5 separate regions of the Mus musculus genome follow, and regions 2, 3, 4 and 5 are each linked to region 1. Evidence: chromatin contacts called from public ChIA-PET and HiChIP or PLAC-seq data. All regions are on one chromosome and are shown on one strand. Each heading gives the region's core, a stretch centred on a gene start, on an enhancer-like site or on the middle of the called end of the contact. The rest is flanking DNA. Distances are from core to core; before and after follow the strand shown.

The links. ChIA-PET counts read pairs in DNA pulled down with a chosen protein or histone mark. HiChIP or PLAC-seq counts read pairs in DNA pulled down with a chosen protein or histone mark.
Region 2: an HNF4G HiChIP or PLAC-seq map of pancreatic cancer cells shows a contact between it and region 1. The contact joins the promoter of Cacnb1 here to the promoter of Socs7 in region 1. A contact is called at or near these places in 1 of 39 promoter capture datasets (liver), 2 of 115 datasets of contacts at active chromatin or transcription factors (bone marrow-derived macrophages and pancreatic cancer cells) and 1 of 9 other capture datasets (adipose tissue).
Region 3: a contact with region 1 is called in an HNF4G HiChIP or PLAC-seq map of pancreatic cancer cells. The contact joins the promoter of Cbx1 here to the promoter of Socs7 in region 1.
Region 4: a contact with region 1 is called in an RNA polymerase II ChIA-PET map of memory CD8 T cells, with 11 read pairs. The contact joins the promoter of Nfe2l1 here to the promoter of Socs7 in region 1. A contact is called at or near these places in 3 of 39 promoter capture datasets (embryonic stem cells, liver and stem cell-derived epiblast-like cells) and 2 of 115 datasets of contacts at active chromatin or transcription factors (memory CD8 T cells and pancreatic cancer cells).
Region 5: a contact with region 1 is called in a FOXA1 HiChIP or PLAC-seq map of pancreatic cancer cells. The contact joins the promoter of Fbxo47 here to the promoter of Socs7 in region 1. A contact is called at or near these places in 1 of 115 datasets of contacts at active chromatin or transcription factors (pancreatic cancer cells) and 1 of 9 other capture datasets (pancreatic islet).

Annotation. Positions count from the first base shown.
Region 1 is chr11:97,360,461-97,364,499 of GRCm38.p6, forward strand. It overlaps Socs7 (suppressor of cytokine signaling 7), which reads left to right and starts at 1,832. Exons shown (of 10, transcript NM_138657.4): 1 at 1,832-2,963. The coding sequence starts at 1,975.
Region 2 is chr11:98,020,424-98,024,462 of GRCm38.p6, forward strand. Cacnb1 (calcium channel, voltage-dependent, beta 1 subunit) reads right to left here and starts at 2,204. Exons shown (of 14, transcript NM_001282977.1): 1 at 1,919-2,204. The coding sequence starts at 2,002. It also overlaps a transcript of Rpl19 not described here.
Region 3 is chr11:96,787,392-96,791,430 of GRCm38.p6, forward strand. It overlaps Cbx1 (chromobox 1), which reads left to right and starts at 1,744. Exons shown (of 5, transcript NM_001362560.1): 1 at 1,744-1,962.
Region 4 is chr11:96,827,678-96,831,716 of GRCm38.p6, forward strand. Nfe2l1 (nuclear factor, erythroid derived 2,-like 1) reads right to left here and starts at 2,291. Exons shown (of 5, transcript NM_008686.3): 1 at 2,142-2,291; 2 at 1-546. The coding sequence starts at 30.
Region 5 is chr11:97,882,063-97,886,101 of GRCm38.p6, forward strand. Fbxo47 (F-box protein 47) reads right to left here and starts at 2,092. Exons shown (of 11, transcript NM_001081435.1): 1 at 1,861-2,092.

The sequences.
Region 1 (4,039 bases), core at 582-3,081:
CATGAACAACTACAATCACAGGCTGTGGGGCTGGAGGGATGGCTCAGTGGTTAAGAGTACTGGCTGTTCTTCCAGAGGTCCTGAGTTCAATTCCCAGGACTCCACGTGGCAGCTCACAACTATCTGTAATGGGTCTGATGCTGTCTTTTGGTGTGCAGAGAAATATATGTAAATACATCTTTACAATCACAGGCTGTGAGCAAATTTCTATTTCAGAATGACCCCACTGGGCTGGGAAGATGGCTCTGTAATGTGCCTGTTCCTCATTGATTCTGGAGTTCATCAATTTGGCTAGATTGACTGGTGAGGGAGCTCCCGGGATCCACCCCACATCAAGTGCGAAGATCACAGACACATGCTGCTCTGCCTGGCTTTTATACTGTGCTGGGGATCCAAACTTAAGTCCTGATACTTGTGAGAGTCCCTGTCTGAAAAACAAAAGGGGTATAGGGAGCTGGGTGGTGATGGCACATTCCTTCATTCCCAGCACAGACATGATTCTGAATTCAAGGCCAGCCTGGTCTACAGAATGAGTTCCAGGACAGCCAGGGCCACACAGAGAAACCCTGTCTAGAAAGAAAGAAAGAAAGAAAGGAAGGAAGGAAGGAAGGAAGGAAGGAAGAAAGAAAGAAAGAAAGAAAGAAAGAAAGAAAGAAAGAAAGAGAGATGGAGGGGCCTAGAGAGCTAGCTCAGCAGATAACGGCTTGTTCTGCTCTTGCAGAGGGTCAGAACTCAGCTCTCAACACCCATGTCCAGGGACTTGGGGCAGCTAATAATTAGGTCTAGGGGATCTGATGCCCTTTCTCGGATTCTGCACACACATGTGCATACACATACATTTTTTTTAAGTGATGGAGATTATGACAGCGATTCTGATTTACATCTCCTGTACATCTATCTGTAGGTGTTACATTAGCAATGGCACAAAAACGTTGAAGGAACTCTTCCCCGTCACTGAAACCAATTCCGACTCAGCAAAGTTGCCCCCATGATTGATGATTTGATCAGGTTTTGCTTTTTCACTGTTCTCTTTCATCAACAGAGGAAAATATTAGTAAAAATTCTTGTTACAATTGCAGTCCTTGGTCACTTGTCATCATTTTGGGAAGGGCTGGGAATGAGGTCTGGTGATGGAACTGTTGCTTAGCACGTGCCACGTCTTGGATTCTATCCTCAACATGACATACACTATGACAACAATCAGTGGAAGGATGTATTTGGCCATCAGTCGTACAGAATTGGCTATTGTATATCTTCATTTCTTGGAATTGTGTATATCCATTCTTCATTTCAAATTCATGATGAGATTATGCTAACTATATACACACTCTTGTCTTCTCAAAGATCCAGTTGTTTTGGCACGGAAGAGCACACTGCAGGCTCTACAACCCATTTTCATGTAGTCATTCCACAGTTCATCGGATGCTAGGAAAGAGGATGCAGATGTAATGAAATGACTTGGCCAAGGTCACACACTCCAGGCAGCATGGACAGGACAAGACCCCCAGACAGTGCCAAGGTCCACGACCCTCTCCCAGGTCCAGACCCGGGTCCCGAGGCCTGCACTGCTCTACACAGGACGGTGGACAGGGCCCGGGCGCCCAGGAAGTGAAAAAGCAGGGGTCGGTGCCGGAGACCACGGAGGCCCCAGATGCAGCAGACGGCCAATAGCTACCAGGGCCAAGAGAAACGTCAGGCAGAGTGGAGTCCGACGCTTGCGCACCCTGGGGAAAGGGGGCGGGCCCTGGACAGGAAGTGACGTCTAGGGGCGGTCCTCGGCGGCAGCGCGCGGCCTGGGCTCGCGCTGGGCTCCGCGCGCCCCCCCCCCCCCGCCCCCTCTATGAGGCAGAGGCCGCGGCGGCCGTTAGCGCTGTCGCTCCGGGGGCCGCGGCGGGCGGGGCTCCGGCGGGGCCCGGCCTAGTCCCCACCCAGCCCGGCTCCTAGCCGCCCGCCCTCCCTCCCTTCGCCACCCCGATGCAGGGGGCCGAGCTCCGGGACGGCGAGGCGGCGGCGGCGGCCGCTTCGTACCGGGTCCTGAGCCGCCTCCTCGGCTATGGAGAGGCCGCCCCCGAGCCAGGCCCGCCGCCGCCGCCGCCGCCCCCGGGCCACAGCCATGGCCCGTCGCCGCCACCACCCTTCCTCGCGCGGCCCGGCTCGCGGGGCGCCCGGCCGCCTCAGCTGATGGTGTTCCGCAACGTGGGGCGGCCGCCGGAGGAGGAGGACGCGGAGGCGGCCCGGGAGCCGGGACCCTCGGAACTGCTGTGTCCCCGGCACCGCTGCGCGCTGGATCCCAAGGCCCTCCCGCCGGGCTTGGCGCTCGAGCGGACCTGGGGTCCCGTGGCTGGACTAGAGGCGCAGCTGGCGGCCCTGGGGCTCGGACAGCCGGCGGGGCCGGGGATCAAGACTGCCGGCGGAGGCTGCTGTCCGTGCCCGTGTCCCCCGCAGCCGCCGCCGCCGCAACCCCCGCCGCCTGCTGCCGCCCCGCAGGCCGGGGAGGACCCGACGGAGACGAGCGACGCGCTGCTGGTCCTGGAGGGCTTGGAATCGGAGGCCGAGAGCCTGGAGACTAACAGCTGCTCGGAAGAGGAGCTCAGCAGCCCCGGCCGTGGAGGAGGAGGAGTGGGTGGCCGGCTGCTTCTGCAGCCTCCGGGTCCCGAACTACCCCCGGTGCCCTTTCCGCTGCAGGACTTGGTCCCTCCAGGGCGCTTGAGCCGAGGGGAGCAGCAGCAGCAGCAACCTCCCCCACCGCCGCCGCCTCCCGGGCCCCTCCGGCCTCTCGCAGGCCCTTCTCGGAAGGGCTCCTTCAAAATCCGCCTCAGTCGCCTGTTTCGCACGAAGAGCTGTAACGGCGGCTCGGGCGGCGGGGATGGGACCGGCAAGAGGCCTTCGGGAGATCTGGCAGCTTCAGCTGCGAGCCTGACCGACATGGGAGGCTCAGCGGTCCGGGAGCTGGATACGGGGAGGTGAGATTGGCTTGGGGGTTGGGGGTGGGCAAGCGACAAAGTTCCATTTCTTGTTTCGTTTCCCTCGTTTTCCCCTACTGCCAACACGATACTGTTAGAGCTGAGCTGTGGACTTCAGGAGGAGGCAGACACTTGGGATTAAAGGTGGTGACATCTCGCATTAGGTCAGAGCTAATTGTGGAAACAGCTTTCAACTCTCGGAGAGTTCACACTCTGTGACACTTCTCAGTGGGTTAGCGTCTCTTGCTGGGGATGATCTGAAGCCCGGCCTCACCTTCCATCCCTGTTCCGGCCCCACTTTTTAAGCACCCCTCCCATGTCTGTTATTACTACCATTGCTGAAGGTTGCTGGAAATGTGTGGCCTTGGGGCCGAAAAGCTGGTGTCAATCACCTGCCTGTTATTATCTTGATCGTCTTGCTTGTTCTCTCAGTGCACCAGCCTTCACTCTCTTCGCAAGTACAAGCATGCAAATAGCCCGAGGAGTCTGGCCAGCAATTAGCTGGGCAGCTCCCTTAATATTCTGGTTGTTCCTGGATATTTGCTGTCTAAAGCCTGTGTGCTGACCACTTTCTGAATGGCGTTGTGCTGACTCTCTCACTTTCACACGGAGGTGAGAGGTCTAGGTGAGGTATACACAGTGACTTCTAGTCCAATTAATGGCAATTCCAAACTTAAATGGTGAGTTGTTCCCCTGAATTTCTAAGAAGTGGCTAGACTTTTACTGTCGGGACATAGTTCTGTAGTGTCAGTTTGGAAAGCTGTCAGCTTTTGCAGCCATGAATGAGTCTTACCTTGTGGTATAACATTGTGAGTTGTAGTTCTGAATCTGTTTTAAACTTGAATTGGTGGCTTTTGTTTTGTTTTGTTAGACAAGGTTTTTATTATGTTGATCAGGCTTGCTTTTAATTCACTGTGTAGCAGACTGGTCTGGATCTCTTGCTCTTTCTTCCTACCTCCTCCCAAGGACCAGGCCTGCTGCCACTGTGCCTGATTGGAATTGGTCTTGGTATGGTTTCTGTGATGTAGTCTTGAAACATACAGACAGTGACAGACCAAGGGCAAAGAGCAGATAAA
Region 2 (4,039 bases), core at 954-3,453, 660 kb after region 1:
CAGCTTCCCACTCTGCCTCCACCCTAGCAGAACTTTCTCTCAGCCTCCGTCCTGGCAATCAGTGTTTATATTCCCCCCCAAGGCAGGATTCACTCTACTCCCACGCCAGCTGCTACTGCCCATGCCCCATCCCCATCATACTAACCCTGCTCCATCCATCTAAAGGCCCTGTGGCCCCACCCCAAGCTGAGACTAGAACATATACTCCTGCCAGTACCAGGTAAGATGGTTAATCTCTCTTAGTGGGCTCTAACTGGGGTGGGGGATCCTGTCTGACCTCTCATATGCCAAAGTTATGGCATTGAGTGTCTCTTTGCTTCCTATATGGGAGCTGCTTCTGTGCCCCCCTCATACACACACACACACACACACACACACACACACACACACACACACACTCATATTTCATATTCTTGGCCCTTGCCCAGTACAGGATGGGCAGAATGCCCAAAAGCTCCTGCCCCTAACCTCTATCCCAGACTTTCTTTGACCAAAGAGCCTAGAGGCACCTCAGCGACACTGCAGGCTCTGGCTCCTGAGACCTGGTGACAAGGAAGCTGGTGAGCCAGGCATAGTGACTCACACCTGTGATTCTCTACTCTTTGGAGGTAGAGGCAGGAGGATCATAAGTTCAAGGCCAGCATTGACTATATAAGATTCTATCACACACACACACACACACACACACACACACACACACACACACACACGAATAATAGGACTGAATATTCTATGATCCTCTTTCCTTCTCTAAAACTGAGCATACAGCTAAACTAGTTTTGAGGCTCTCTACAGACCTAAGAGCATTCTACAGTGAACCTCAAGACTCTTTCACAGCACTACCTCACCCCAGCTGGGCAAAGGGAGTGGCCTTCAGAGGGACAGGGGACAGCTGAAAGGAAGGCATCAGTCAGCTGCCTCCCAGACTCCAAGGGGCCTGGGGTGGAGAGACGAAGTATTTTTAGGTCTGACCTGACCCCCCCCCCCATACACACCCATCAACCACATCATGTTGCTTACAGTTGCTCCAGGCTGGCCACAGCAATGCAAGTGTTAATGCTATCCTTGGAGAAGGACAAGTCCTAGAGAAATCCCCTGGCATGGCCACCACATGCCCTGCTGGTCATTCTAGGGGGACCTTGTATGCCCAAGAACGCCCCTACCTAGGAATAACCCAGGCACATAGGAAAAGTGAACGTGCTAGAGGGCAGCGCCCCTCCCCCAGGTAAAACAGCGACCTCCACTCCAAGACAGTGAGTTGGCACCCATCCAACTTTCCAAACTTTGGCGGCTCCCACCCCTTGGGGCAGGGGGTGGGGTAAGCTAATGTGGGTGTTGGGAGTAGGGAAACATCCAAGACAGGGATGGAGACCAGGTGACTAGGGGAGGGCCTCCCTGAGCTGATCTCTTCTCCACCTTCGAAAGCCAATGTCTGAGCCTTCGAAGGCCTGTTGGCAACGCCCTCTGACCATCGTCTAGGCCTTTTCCCAGTATTACCCCCGCCCCACCCACACCCACTAGCGCCCCTAAACGTGCTCTGCGTCGCCCCCCTCGCCCGATTCGCTCTCCAGCCTCCCTCCAACTCCGCTTCTCAAGGCCTGGATTCCCCCCAACCCCCATCAGCATCCCCGCTGTCAGCCTGCTGGAGCCAGTACCCCAGCAGCAGGAACCTGGACGCGGGGGAGACCTGGAGGCGAGGTTGACAGGCATTCCAACCGCCTCCTCTCCGCTCCGCAGCACCGCAACCCGACTCGGACCAATAGTCCATCGATCATTAACCCTCGAGAATGGAGGGTCGCGCAGACACCCCTCTCCCATCCACGCGGGGCATATAACCCTTTCCTTCCCGGGGCTTTCCAAGCCGACCCCAAGATCCGTAGGAGCGGCCCTTTCCCTCGAGCTTGCCACCTCGCCTTACCTGTGGGCTGGGGTCGAAGACCTCCATAGGGATCTCTTGGGAAGGTGGGTAAGGGCCCCGGGACATGCCGCTCTTCTGGACCATGGAGAGGATCCTCCGGTCCGGCCGCCCTCCCAGCCCAGCCGGGCGCTCTCAGCGCATGGGAGAGGCCGTCCGAGCCCAGAGCAGCGCGGCGTCGCGCAGCCAGCACCGGGTGCAGTCTCCCAGCTGGACCTCCGGCTGCACGCTCGCCGCCTTGCTTGCCCTCCCGGCTCGCGCTGTGCTCTCTGCGGCCGCTGCCGCCGTCGCCGCCGCCGCCGCCTCCGCCCCTGAAGGTTCAGCATCTCCCCCCGCCCCTCCCTCGCTCCCGCCCCGCGCCGCGGCCCCGCCCCTCGAGCCCCTCAACCGGCTGCGCGCAGACAATGGCCGAGTGGCGTAGCCCCGCTGGCCTCCAGAACGTGGAGGGGCTCGATCGCTGTCCTCCGATTAGACTGGGATGAGGGCGGCCTGCAGGGGACTAAGGGGAAACCGGCCTTGAGGCTGGGATGGAGGTGGGGGGCGTTTACCAGTGTGTGCCAAGCGTTGATGGGGGGGTGGGGAGGTGGTGAAACGCCGCTCGGTATGACTGGTACCGCCTCCCTTTCTGTCCCAAACTACTCTCTCAGCTGGTCTCCCTGAGCGACTCTAGCTTGGGCCACCGGAACTTCCCGGTCCCTGTGATCCTGGGACCTGCCTTTAACTCCTTTCTCCCCAGTGTCAGGCCCAGGCCGCCATGAAACTAGCTGAGTAGACCTCCCTCTCCAACCGGGCTCTAGGTCTACTGGCCCCAGCCGGGCCTGGATGATGGGGTGAGTGTCCAAAGAAGGCCACCAGGGACATTAGGATTGCTATCCAGGGACCCAGGAATGCTTCGACCTCATCAGTTACTGAGGTCTCATAGGCTCTTCCAAAAGGCCAGGAGTCAGGCTTGGCAAGTCCCTGTTGCTTCTAAGAGAAGGGGAAGAGGAGGAAGTATAAACGGGGGGAGGAGCTATTCAAAATTATACACCATGACTGTTGACCTAGGGTTGTCTCTCTCCTTTATCCTTGACTGAGGAACAAATGTCCCAGAACTGTGGCTCCGGCTCAGCTGGTTATTGGATCCTAAAAGGGTCGACCTCCACCAAGCAGTGGTGGAGCACACATTTAATCCCAACACTATGGAGACAGAGGCAGGTCAGCCTCATTTACATAGTGACCCTCAGGACAACCTGGGCTACATAGAGAAGCCCCGTCTCAAATAAACAAACAAGCATTCTTTGTTTCCTACAGTGTTGCTAATACTATGGTATCTTTGCCCACTGAAATTCTTGGCAAGATGAGAGAACAGTAAGAGGCCCAGAAGCTGGGTCTGATGGTGTACAGCCATGTTGGGGGCTTGAGGCCAGCCTAGATCACATCATGAGTTTGAGGCCAGCCTTAGCTACATAGAGAGACCCTGTCACAAAACATGAATGAACAAGGAGGCTGGAGAAATGGCTCAGTGGTTAAGAGCACTAGCTATTTGCTCTTCCAGAGGTCCTGAGTTCAATTCCCAGCAACCACATGTTGGCTCACAACCGTTTGTAATGGCTTCTGATACCCTCTTCTGATGTGTCTGAAGACATCTACAGTAACTCATATAAATAAAATAAACCTTAAAAAAAAACATGAATGAACAAACAAAAAAAGTCCCACAACAAAAAAATGATGGCTGGGCTTCTGGGGGTGCTTAATGAGCAGCATGGGAGCCATCTGTGGCAAGAGGACCAGTTCTTCCTCCTCCATCCAGCTCAGAGAGCAGAGAGATAAGAAGATGAAGCCGGAGCCAGTCATGGTGGCGCACGCCTTTAATCCCAGCACTCGGGAGGCAGAGGCAGGCAGATTTCTGAGTTCCAGGCTAGCCTGGTCTACAAAGTGAGTTCCAGGACAGCCAGGACTATACAGAGAAACCCTGTCTCGAAAAACAAACAAACAAAAAAGATGAAGTCAGGCAGTGGTGGTGCACGCCTTTAATCCCAGCACTTGGGAGGCAGAGTGAGGACAGCCTGGTCTTCTACAAAGTGAGTTCCAGAACCAGGGCAGTCAGGGCTACACAGAGAAACCTTGTCTCGAAAAACAAGA
Region 3 (4,039 bases), core at 494-2,993, 570 kb before region 1:
GGTTGTCGCCTGGTTTTGGAGGCTTGACCCAAGTATTTTTTCAGGAAGAATCGGTCTCTTTTGACTAATTTTTATATAACATTGTGAAACTAACCCTCTTTTTCTTTTGTCTTAGTTTTTTGAACAGAAAAGTTGTCACTGTTTCGGGGTTTTTTTGATTTTTGGTTTGTTTGTTTGTTTTTTTTTTTAAGACAAGCTCTCACTCTGTAACCTAGGCTACATAGTCTAAACTGCGCTTTTTTTTTTTTTTTTTTTTTTGGGTTTGCTGTTGTGTTTGTTTGTTTGTTTGAGACAGGGTTTCTCTGTGTAGCCCTGGCTCTCCTGGAACTCACTCTGTAGAACAGGCTGGTCTTGAACTCAGAAATTCTCCTGCCTCTGCCTCCTAAGTGCTAAAGTGCTCTTAAACTCCCAGCAATCCTCCTGTCTCAATCCCGGGTACTAGGATTAAGAGGCTTGAATCTGGCCTTGGAAAGTTTGATCAGTTCTATTATCAGTTGGACATCTCAGTTATTCACTTAATCACATATTCAAGGAATTTTTACCAATAAATACTGAGAGTCAAAACGTGACCTTGTGGCCGGGCGTGGTGGCGCACAACTTTAATCCCAGCACTCGAGGCAGAGGCAGGCCGATTTCTGAGTTTGAGGCCAGCCTGGTCTACAAACTGAGTTTTGAGAGAAACCCTGTCTCAAAAAAACAAACAAAAACAAACCAACCAACCAACCAAACAAACAAACAACCAAAATGACCTTGTCCTTGCTAGAAACAAACACCAAGGATCCTGAGTGTCGTGGACACAATGAGTCATATGAAGCGTCTGTCCTTACTGGAGTTCCTAGTTCAACAATTAGCAGCAACCTACCTGAATCAGAGTAGCACCCGTGTTAAAGAATGACAGCCCAGCCGTGGTTTTTGCTTAATTCCGTTTCTTTAGACTAACTTGATAAAGGATGTTCACAGAGATGGAGAAATCCCCATGAAAGTCACCCACCGGCAAGGGCAATAAAGGGAAAACTTTGAATGTGGTGGTCTGTGTTTGTAATACTCGGCATTTGGGAAGTGAAAACAGGTAGATCAGACTTCCTTGAGACCCTGTCCACTCAACAGAACCAACAACCAAAAATAAAACAAGAATAGAGAGGGAAGGAAGGGGAAAGAAAAAAAGCAAATTCAGAAAGTGTCGATGGTGTCTACCTAGACGGTTAATCTACTGCTTTCTGAATGGAGCAGTGATTCAAACTGAGAGGTAGGAACCCCAGTCAGGTGGCAATAATAGGTAAGATTGCTGGACATTATTGAAGGTGATTTGATAAATCTCAGGTGACGAATACAATATTTTTCTTTTAAACGCAAACGGACCAAACATCAACGGGCTAGTTTCCAAACCTGCAGTGTCCTACTTTTGTAGACTGAGTAAGGAATACCAGCACGCGCCTGGAATCCAGCACTTTGACATTTGAAGCAAAAAGAAAGGCCACGAGTTCGAAGCCACCTGGGCTGCGTATCCTGTTATTAAACAAACAAACCCCACCACTACCCATCAATTTCCTAGACTGTAGAGTTATGTTCTAAGTAACAGTCGACTTCGCCTTTCCAGTCAAAAAAGAAAACAAAACTACGAAAACTCCCTACAATCCTTGAAAGTGGAGGTGGGCGGCGCGGGATTCGCGCGGTACTTTGGGATCTGTAGTTTCTGGCCGACTCTTAATCCCAAGGTGCCCTGCGGCGGGTCGTCGCGTCTGCGCAGTGCAGGCGGCGGGCCGCGCAGAGTGAGAGGCTCTTTTGTTCGGCTGAGGGGAGGGCCGTTAGCGGGGCCTGCGGTACGCCGCTTCAGCGGGACGGTCGACTTGTGGCCACACGGCTCTTTGCTCCTCTGGGCGCGCTACTCCCCTCGGACCGCCCGACGCAACGCGCGAGTAGCGCGGCACCGATTCCTCTCGGACTCTCGGGCGCTGCTACGAGGTGAAGAGGCGGGCTGGAGGCGGGGTGTGTGGGGGGAGGGGACGCGGCAACGGCGGGAGGCCGCGGACCAGCGCGGGCCGCTAACGGAAGAGCGGAGACCGAGGAATGGGGGGCGCGCCCCGGCCCAGCGCCCGCCGGGTCCGCTTCCCGCGCAGAGCTCGCGGGTTGCGGGAGTGTGGAGAGGGCGGGGCAGCGAATCCAGAGCCCGGGAGCCGAGTGGTTCGCGATGAGCGGAGCCAGCGGAGGGTTAGCTTTTCAAGAACTGGACCAAGAGCGTTTGACCCGAGTGAGGGACTCTAGAGTTGGGCGGGAGAAAGAAAACTTTGGGACGTCCATAAGGGGGACAGGTGCTTTTGGGTGTGCGTGGCAGGGACCACGACTTCGTACTCTCGAGGTTTAGAAATGTAACCTGAGAAAGCGGACACGGTGGCAATCGCAAGCAACCCCCGTAGCACTTGGAGGAAAGAGAGAAAAAGTAACCTGAGGATATTGGGTCCAGTTGCCACTATCAGAGAAGTTTCTCTTGCCAGAGTTAAGAAGAAGTAACTTCCAATAAACTTGAACAGGAGGATTTGGGCAGCTCACGGTGTGCTAGCGGGGAAGAGATTTGTTGAATCCGTCTAGGGGTGGGGGTGGGGGGTCAGGCATTTTCTTGACCTTGTCTAAAAGTGGAGTTGCTGGGATAGGTAGGGTAGAAGTCTAGAGTGACTGGTCAAATGTGGAAGAAAATAAAGGGTCCCTGGGGATGTAACTTAGTTGGTAGAATGTTTGCCTAGCCCACTGCACAGGCCTGAATTCAATCCTCTGTACCTTATAAATTCGGGCTGGGCTTGATGGCATTCATGTAGCCCTTGGGAGCGGAAACAGGACGATCAGGAGTTTAAAGCCTTGCCTGGCCACCAGGGGAGTCAAGAAAGGGTGAAAAGGCCACTTTGTGCCTTGTAATGGGTCTTCAGTGTGAGTTGGGAGGCTGTGGAAGAACACGTGTAAGGCAAGACTCATCCAATGAAAGAGATCTGTTCTTTGTGCGTAAGCCTGGGGGCCTCAGTTTACCTCTCAGGATCCAGGTAAAGGTGGAAAGAGCGAGCAGACTTCACAGAATTGCCCTCTGAGCTACAAATTAGGGAAATGGCAGGGACCCTCGAAAGCAGGTGCATGCCCACCGGCAGCGAGAATATTTTTATTTAAAAAGCAGTATAGAAATATAGAACTCATTTCGGTGTGTGGTACTGAGGACCTTGCACACATGTAAGTTATCTACCACTGAGTTATGTTCCAATACCATAAAAAGGTTTTTTGAAAAATGAGTTATGCTAGAACATAGGGTAACCTCTCCAGTTTTGTGTTAAGAATCATGTCAGCTTTTTGGAATAGTTTCAAAAGACCTAAGGTTTTCTGGTAGATGTATGGCTACAATCAAGAAATTGGTGCCTATACACTTCCTGGATGCTCTCTAGGCATATCTGGGAAGTGGTGTGTTGAAAAGAGCCCAGTTAGGCCTTGCTGCATGCACTCCTGTAATCCCAGCCAGCACTCGGGAGGTGGAGCCTGGAGCAGCAGGAGTTCAAGACCTAGGAGGAAGGAGGCTTTGCTTCTTAAGATCTGGGCAGTGAAAGATCATTTCTGGTTTCTGTTTGTTCAACTTTTTATCAATAGCTTTATGATAGATTATTTAAACCTTCCCTTCTAGGTATTTTTCTGAGCAGTTAAGAAAAGTAGAGGAGGGTTGGAGAGATGGCTCAGCGGTTAAGAGCACTGACCGCTCTTCCGAAGGTCCTGAGTTCAATTCCCAGCAACCACATGGTGGCTCACAACCACCTGTAATCGGATCTGACACCCTCTTCTGGTGCATCTGAAGACATCTACCATGTACTTATTTATAATAATAAGTAAATCTTTGGGCAGGAGCAAGTCAGGTTGGCTAAAGCAAGCAGAGATCCTAAAATTCAATTCCAAGCAATCACATGCATGCTCACATCTATCTGTACTGCTACAGTGTACCCATGTACATTAGATAGATAGATAGATAGATCCTTTTAAAAAGAAAAAGGGAAAGGGGAAAAAAACTATTGTGTGT
Region 4 (4,039 bases), core at 1,041-3,540, 530 kb before region 1:
TTCCGTTAAATATTTCTTCAGAGAAAGCATTGCTGAAGGACCAGAATATTTATGCTTTTTTGTTTTTAAATCTTCCACAAGACAAATCAAGGCCACTGCTCTGCCACTTCAGCCAGCAGGCTACCCTCCTCAGTGCCAGACCCTGGACCCCACCCTGGCACAACACAAGGGCTGAGCTCCCTGACGGCCCCAGACGACAGCACACCCCGTGGAGCGAAAGCCACATTCACTTTTCCCTTTTTGACACCTCACCTCGCAAAGTTGAGCCGTTCGATCGTTCCTAACACAGTCCAGGCGCTCAGGGCCCTCAACTTACTTCACCACAGCCCATACACAGTCACTTTCGGATTCACATTAGTTGTCCTCTATGGAGATCCACTGCAGGCTGCTCACACCAACAGCTGATGGAGTCTTTCTTTCCTCCTTTTTTTTTTCCCCCCCTTCTCCTTCCTAAGGTTTATTTTCTTTGGCTGGAGCTACAGGTCTTTGTCTTGGGTCAGAGTGTCCCGCCTCCTCTGCACTTACCAGGGGGGTTTCCAGAGAACCCTGAAATGGGAATCACAGAACAACAAGATAAGATTCCACACTCTTCACTTCATGGTCAGGGTAAGAAGCTCGGGCAGAGAGTAGGAAACACGTGTAAAGGTTACTTTTACACGGAAAAGCCAAGCCAAACCTGCTGTGCCAACTATGAAAGGAAAAGGAAGGAAAGAAGCACCCTAAATACTAAATATTAAATCTGCCACACTTCCTAAAAGGTCTTATTTGAAGCAGACTGTGCGTGCAAGGCATTCAAAACTTTCTTACACTTTGTCTCATTTACCAACACTCTTAATAGAACACATTACCCAGTTTCTAATTTTAGCACAAGAAGTCCATTTCCTATCCTTAAAAAAATTTGGTTTCCCATGTCATTGTCCTTTCCAACTCTAAAGAGAAGACAGAGATTATTACTGAGAGACTGTGAAAAAATACATGAAAATGTTCAGGCCTCCATTTCATATGCCTTTTTGTTATTCCAACTTTTGAAATCTCATTTCCCCTTTCCTATCATTCTTTCATTCGTTAATTAATTAATTTATTTTTTTAAATAAAAGACCAGCCTAATAGCACAGGCCACTCAGAACGTTGAAACGTTAAGATCAGGGGTTTAAGACCAGCCTGGTTTCAATAGTAAAATAAAAGAATGTCCAGGACAAGGATACAGATCACGGGTGCCTGGTTAGAGGCCCTAGGTCCAATCCCCAGTATGGCAAAATAAAAGAACAGGGTAGGGTACAGGAGGACAGTGGAAGATTGTGGAGCCGTGCTCCACCTGGAATTTGAATTCACAGGTTTTAGCTTTATTCACATGACCTTCTGAGCCAAAGCAGAAGGATATGGCCAAGTTCTCGATCTCACTTGCCAAGTGGGGAGAAGGTAAATTTGCCTTCCCATTTCTGATTTCTACTTTTGAGCTTCCATTAAATTCCTAAACTCCTCTACTGTGGCCCACTATCAACTTCGCTCTAAAGGTGAAGTGGGAGCGACACGTAGGAGACACACACACCCACGAATACCCTCATTCGGTTGAGTAAACATCCCTGCTTTTGAAACCCGCCCGTCCTCGCGCAATTTACTACTAAAACTTCCCAAGAGCCACTTAAAGTTTGAGAGAGCAGACAAAGTTCTTCAAAGCCCACAAGGCCAAAGAGAGAGCGCTCCGGCCCCAGTCCGGTCCCACCCTGCCGTACCCGAGTCTGGATGAGACCAAGCTGCCATGCCCACTCTCGCCGACGCGCCTCCAAGCTTTCTGGGACACGGAGCGACAAGTGCTACTTTGCTGGCCTTGACCCACCCTTAAAAGCGAGCCTCACCCCGCCCTCCGTTCCCCAGGCCCCACCCCGCTCGCGAGCCCAGCCTCACCACGCCCTCCCATGCCCTCGGCCCTTCTCAGTCCAGCCCACCCAGGAACACGCTTTCTGGTCGGCCCCGCGTTTCTTTCCGGCCGTGTCCAGGGCCCGAGCCCGATCAAGACCCCTCTCGGCCTCCCGGGTCCCGCCTCCTGCTCCTCAACCACATCTCGCCGCCCCTTATCCCACAAGCTTTCGGCCCTGTTGCACCGCGGCTATCTCGTTGGGGAAGGGAATTAGAGCAGGTACCCGCTGCTGAGGTCACAGTCTGTCGCTGCCGCCACAGCAGGCCCTCAGCCCAAGTCCCGGCCTCGCCACCGCCGCCGTCGCCGCCACCTCCGGCCGGCCTGGAGCGCCCAGCCTCGGCTTCCCTCCCCGCCCCCTCCTTCCACTGCACTCGGAAACCCGCCCGCCACGGCCACCCCAGAAACAGTTGGTCCAATCAGATAGCCGGGACTAGAGTCGTCACCGGATGTCACTTTGATTGACAGCAAAGAAAACCCAATAGTCGAGTTTGTGTCTGCCCACTCGGCACAGTCCTCCCGAGACTGACGTGGAGAGAAGTCCAATGAGTGTGCAGGCCCGCCCCCCGGTATGGACCCACCAATGAGTGAGGCGAAGGCCCTAGTGTCCGGCATTCTGAACCTCTCCGCTGCGGGTTGGAGGTGGGCGGTGTTGTAAGTTAGGTGATTCTAGCTCATTGTGTGCCTAGGAATGCGGTCCTTTAAGGCAGATAATGGAGCATTGACGCCGGAGCCCGAGATTCCGTCCTTGAGGGTCCCCACGGTGACTTGTAAAAGTCCAGTGAGATCCGAGGGGGGGGCCGAGGCGGAGTACGGAGCATGTGGCTCTGATGGTCGCGACGTTCGTGTCGCCATCTTGAGTCCTGGCAACGGAAACCGGTACCCCCTGTCTGCCTTAGAGCCTGGTGTAACCTGTTCGTCAGGCAGGAAGGGTGGCATCTTGTAGCCCAGGCAACAGTCAGGTCGTGGAAACTGCGGGGCAGACGAGGGCCTTAGAGAAATGTTGGTAGTGTGATAGATAGGACATAGTAACTCGTTTTTGCCATCAAAGAAACACCGGGAAGAGCCCCTCCCCTTCCTCTAACCTCGCACACAGCTTAGTTTTTGCTTTTCAGGAACGTTCCATCGTTGCCAGAGTTCCCCATACAACTATAGTACCAAAACATTTTTTGTGACTCAAATATAAGTGTGCTCTCAACATCATTTATTAGATTCCAAATTACAAAGCCTTTGTGAGATTCTTGTTCAGTGACCCTGTGGTAGGGGCCTGATAACGTTCCCTATAAGTAATTCTGATACAGCTGGTCCGAAGACCACATGTAGGAAATCATTGTATTGAAGTTTGTACTGTGTAGCTGTGGGACAGAGGTGAGATGCCAACTGAGTTCTTGTCTCCTTTTAAGAGGCCATAATCTAGTTGACAGTTCATTATTCGCTGTCCTTGTGCAATTAAGGACAAGGCCAACTGATAATGCAGCAGATAAGTTCACTTCACGCTGTGCTAGGAGAGTTAGCACCAATATGGAGGGGTTCTCAGAATGTAAAGTACGTTTCACAGATATAATATGCACCAAGAATTCAACTGATTCTTACAAAAATTATTAAGCTACCACATACCTTTTTAAATGGAAACAAATTATTTTGAGCTAGTTAACACTTTCAAAGACTGTTTTTACTTCATCGTTTTTTAGTGTGTCCCAATAAATTACTAGAATACAAAATTTATGAAAACTAGACATTTGTGTATTAATTGTTGGGTCTTCAAAACAACAGGCATAGTGTCCCATGCCTTTAATCCTGGCACTCTTGGAATCTTTGTGAACTCAAGGGCATTCTCATGTACGAAGAGTTCAAGATCAGCCAGGGCTACAAGTGTTGGGTTTCAGAGGGGTTATTTTACTTTACAAAGTAGACCTGGCCTCCAGGTCCTCCCAGCATTCCTCAGTCCTTACCTGGCATACTCACCCTCTACACAGACTCCCCACAGGCTCTTCCCTGTACAATCCAGACATTTAGTTCTCTTGGCCCCTCCCTTCTCTTTTCTCTCCCTCTGCACTTGTTTCTCTTTCTCTTCTCCCCTCCCCTCTGTCTCCCTCCCCCTGACCTTGTGGCTCCGGACCAGTG
Region 5 (4,039 bases), core at 842-3,341, 520 kb after region 1:
AAAAAATATTGTTTTTTTTCTATACAAAGTAACTTAAAAACCACATTGATACTTATCTATCTTGTTATGTTACATCTTAGTTTACAACAAGTCAAAATTGTTACACATTTGAAAACATTCATCCCAGCACTCCGGAGGTAGAGGCAGGCTCATTTCTGAGTTCGAGGCTAGCCTGGACTACAAAGTGAGTTCCAGGACAGCCAGGGCTATACAGAGAAACCCTGTCTCGAAAAACAAAAACAACAACAACAAATAAAAAACCCCAAAACAACAACAACAAAAAATTGTGAAGCAGGGTGGTGGTGGGAGGCAGAGGCAGGCAGATCTCTGGGTCTGAAGCTAGCCTGATCTACAAAACTATTTCCAGAACACCAAGGACTACCCAGAGAAATCCTGTCTCAAAAACCAAACAAACAAATGACTATAGTTGCGCTTTACTTCAGATTTCAGTGAAATTTCAGATTAGTAATTGTGAAAATGGCTACCTTTACACAATATGTTTATTTTTATAAAACACAGCTAAGTGAAAGAAAACTAAATTCACTCATGTATTTTGGTGTTTATATTACTGTGAAAATTGTATTTATGTATTCATTTTCGACAAAAAAGTAAGGACTCATACTATTTTGTAATCTTATTACAATTTAATTCAATGCCAATACATGTATTTCTACAAGAATATGTATTTTAATATCCTCATGTAATTCCAAGTGGAAGAATTCTGATTGACTTAATTAAAAAGGTTGTTATTAATTTTAATTTTTCTTTTGTTCTCTTTCTTTCTTACCTTTTTTTTTTTCCTTATTTTCTCTGTGTAATAATGCTGGCTGTCCTGGGACTCACTCAGTAGACCAGGCTGGCCTCACAGAGATCCAGTCACACAGATCCATCTGCCTCTGCCTACCAAGTGTTGAGATTAAGGGCGTGCAACACCACTGCCATGCTTACTACAGAATTTTCAAGTATTTTTACTATAATAAAACATAAATTTGCTTTTTCTTCCAGAAACTTCCATCCTAGTCAGACTAGTGTGGGGCTAAACAACCTCCTCCCAGGGGTCTTTATCACCTATTAAGGGTATAGACATAACGTGTATGTATAATTTTTCACTTAAATCTCTGAGAGAAAAAAAACAAAAACCAACTGATCCCAGTTATTTCAAAACTTAGACTCAACTGGCGAACAGCTATAGTCCCAGCAACAAGGGAGACAAAGGCTGAGTTCGAGGTCAGCCTGGTCTGTGGGAGTCTAACAGTGCAAGTCCCACAGCAGCTGGGGTGGTTTCACAAAGAAACACTGTAGTGGAAACAAACTAACAAACAAACAAAAAGCCAACAAAACAAAAGAAAACAAAACCCCAACATTTAAGTCTCCCTTTCCTCCCTCAGACCTATTTTAGGGGTGGAGGAGCGCAGGATTTTGTGGAAACAGTACCTATTTCCTACCAAACTCTTCCTGCTTTCCCCTTAGCCTGAAGGTACGAAGCGCACAAGCCCTGTGACAATGGGATACAGTTTTTCCCTTGTGGCTCCCCGGCGGGCGTGGAACTCTCGAGCCTCCTGCCTCGGCCTCCGAGGAGCCGGTGACAGGCAGCACTGCCCCGCCCACGCACCGAGAACGGGGCGGGTCTAAGGGCGCCGACCTCGTCCCTGCCCCCACACCCTCTTCCGGAGGGGAAAAAATACCCCAGCAAGTCACCGCGCTTTGTCTTAACGTTCCTTTGCCAGCGCTAAACACCGCCAAAGAGGTCACCTAGGGAACCAGAGCAGAAACTGGCCCGCATAAAAATCAAATAGGACCTGCTGAAAAACACGCAATTATTTCTACCGGAAGTACTGGGGAATATAAAACACTTGTTACCACAGATTTCGACAGTTTTTCCGGCTACAGTATCACAGGAAAGTGGGATTTAGTCGTCTCGTCCCACCATCCTCAGATTTCACAAATACTTAAAAATAAAAATAAATAAAAAATTAAAAAAAAAAATCTCCTCAGGCTTTTCCCGCCAGATAATGGGGGCGGATCCTGCTCCGCTCTCTCCGCTCCGCCCCGGAGCTGCGTCCTCAGCTCTCGGGCGCCCCCGTCGCCTCAAGTAGATTTTAGAATTCTCCCAGGAGCCCCAGCGGGAGGAGGCTCCGCCCCCTCATGAATATCGAGCAGCCTCGCCTCCTCTGCCCCTCCCCTCATGAATATTCAGAGATCTCCCGGGAACCCTGCGGGCGGAGCCTCACCCTCTCAAGAAAGGATGAGACGCCGGGATCCTCGGCTCTTTTGCCTCCTCTCTTGAATCGCTCGGAGCACTCCCAGGAGTCCACGCACGGGAGGAGGCCCCACCCCCTCGCGAATAGAAAGAAACCTCGGCTCTTCAGTCTTTCCCTTATGAATACCCAGAACCTTCTCGGGAAACGCCCCCAAGCAGGCCACGCCCTCTCATGAATACTAAGCAGAGGCTCCCATGGTGCCCTCCTGTTCAGGGATGTTATTCGGAGTGAGGCCCTTAAAAGCCCGTGCTACCTCCATTTTAGACACCAAGTTGCTGAACGGGAGAAACGGGAGCTCTTATGGTAGGGTAAGTGGGGAGGCTGTAAATGGAGATCTCAAACTTGGAGGAGTTATACGCTCCACTACGTTTTTTTACACTCAGGTTTTAAAAAAAAGATTTTATTTACTTTACGTTTAGGAGTCCACTTTTGCTGTCTTCAGACACCCAGAAGAGGGCATCAGTTCTCATCACAGATGGTTATGAGCCACCATGTGGGTGCTGGGAATTGAACTCAGGACCTCTGGAAGAGCAGTCAGTGCTCTTAACCACTGAGCCATCTCTCCATCCCTACACTCAGTTTTAAGGCAGTTTCCGATTCACTCTTCCCCTGGGCCAACAGGATCTGTCACAAGAGCTTTTCATTAAAAAGTTGTTAGATGCCTGGTGTGATGGCATTTCCCGATGGAGGCAGGAGGCTAAACCAGCCTAAGCTACTTGAGAATCTGGCTCAACCACCCCACCCCCAAAGCCCTTAATATTAAATTCTCATTTATTTACAGATTCTGTGTCTTTTTCTTTTCTCTTTTTCTTTGAGACAAGGTCTTGTTGGGTAGTGCTAGGCTAGCCTAAACCTCTGACTCTTGCATGAGCCAGTTACAGTGCTGGGATTACAAAAATCATGATCCAGTATGCAGGGCTTGATTCAGATGGAAGCCTGCAGTGGGGCAGGCTGTCTGGGAGGCCTTAAAGATATAACAGAATGATACATATTATTTGAGACTGGGTCTCTTGTAGTCCAGGCCTCCTAGACTCCTCAGGTACATAGGCATATATATTCAGGAAAAACACCTATCCACATAGAAACACAAGAAAACCAAACAACCAGTTAAAGTAGATAACAGATACCCTGACTTCCCTGGGTTGGAGTAGCCTAGCGGTAGAATGCTTGCCTAGAACACACTGGAGCCTAGTTTCCACCCCTAGCATCCTCAAAGTCCTGACTTCCCTCTTCTAAATCTTCCTCCAGGTTTCTTTTGGAAATCTGTACCTCTTAGATGTTGGGAGCATTAGCATTAGTATGTACTTAGCAGATGTGAGGTCCCAGGTTCAAACCCCCACCCTACCCCCAAAAAGCAAAAAAAAAAAAAAAAAAAAAAAAACCCACTTTACATGACTTTTTCTGTAGCCATACTTACTTCCCCAAGTGGTGCTGTAACCTTGAGATGACCTGTCTCGTATCTCATTTACTAAATTAGGACAGATACTTCAGTACTACCTGCCCCCTGCCTTCCTTATCCTGTACCTTAATTCTTGTACTCAAACAGCAGATGAAATAATAGCTGAAGGAAGGCTTGGGTGCAAACCTGTCATTCCAACTACTTGGGAGGCAGAGGCAGGAGGATCACAAGTTCAAGGCCTTCCTTGGAGACACGGGGTTAGGTCAAGGCCAGTCTGAGGAAGTTGATAAGACCCTGTCTCAAATAAAAAGTAAAAGAGAAGGCTTGAAGGGACTAGTATCTGCTCCAGACACCCCAAGCCAGCTTCTAGGCACAAAGG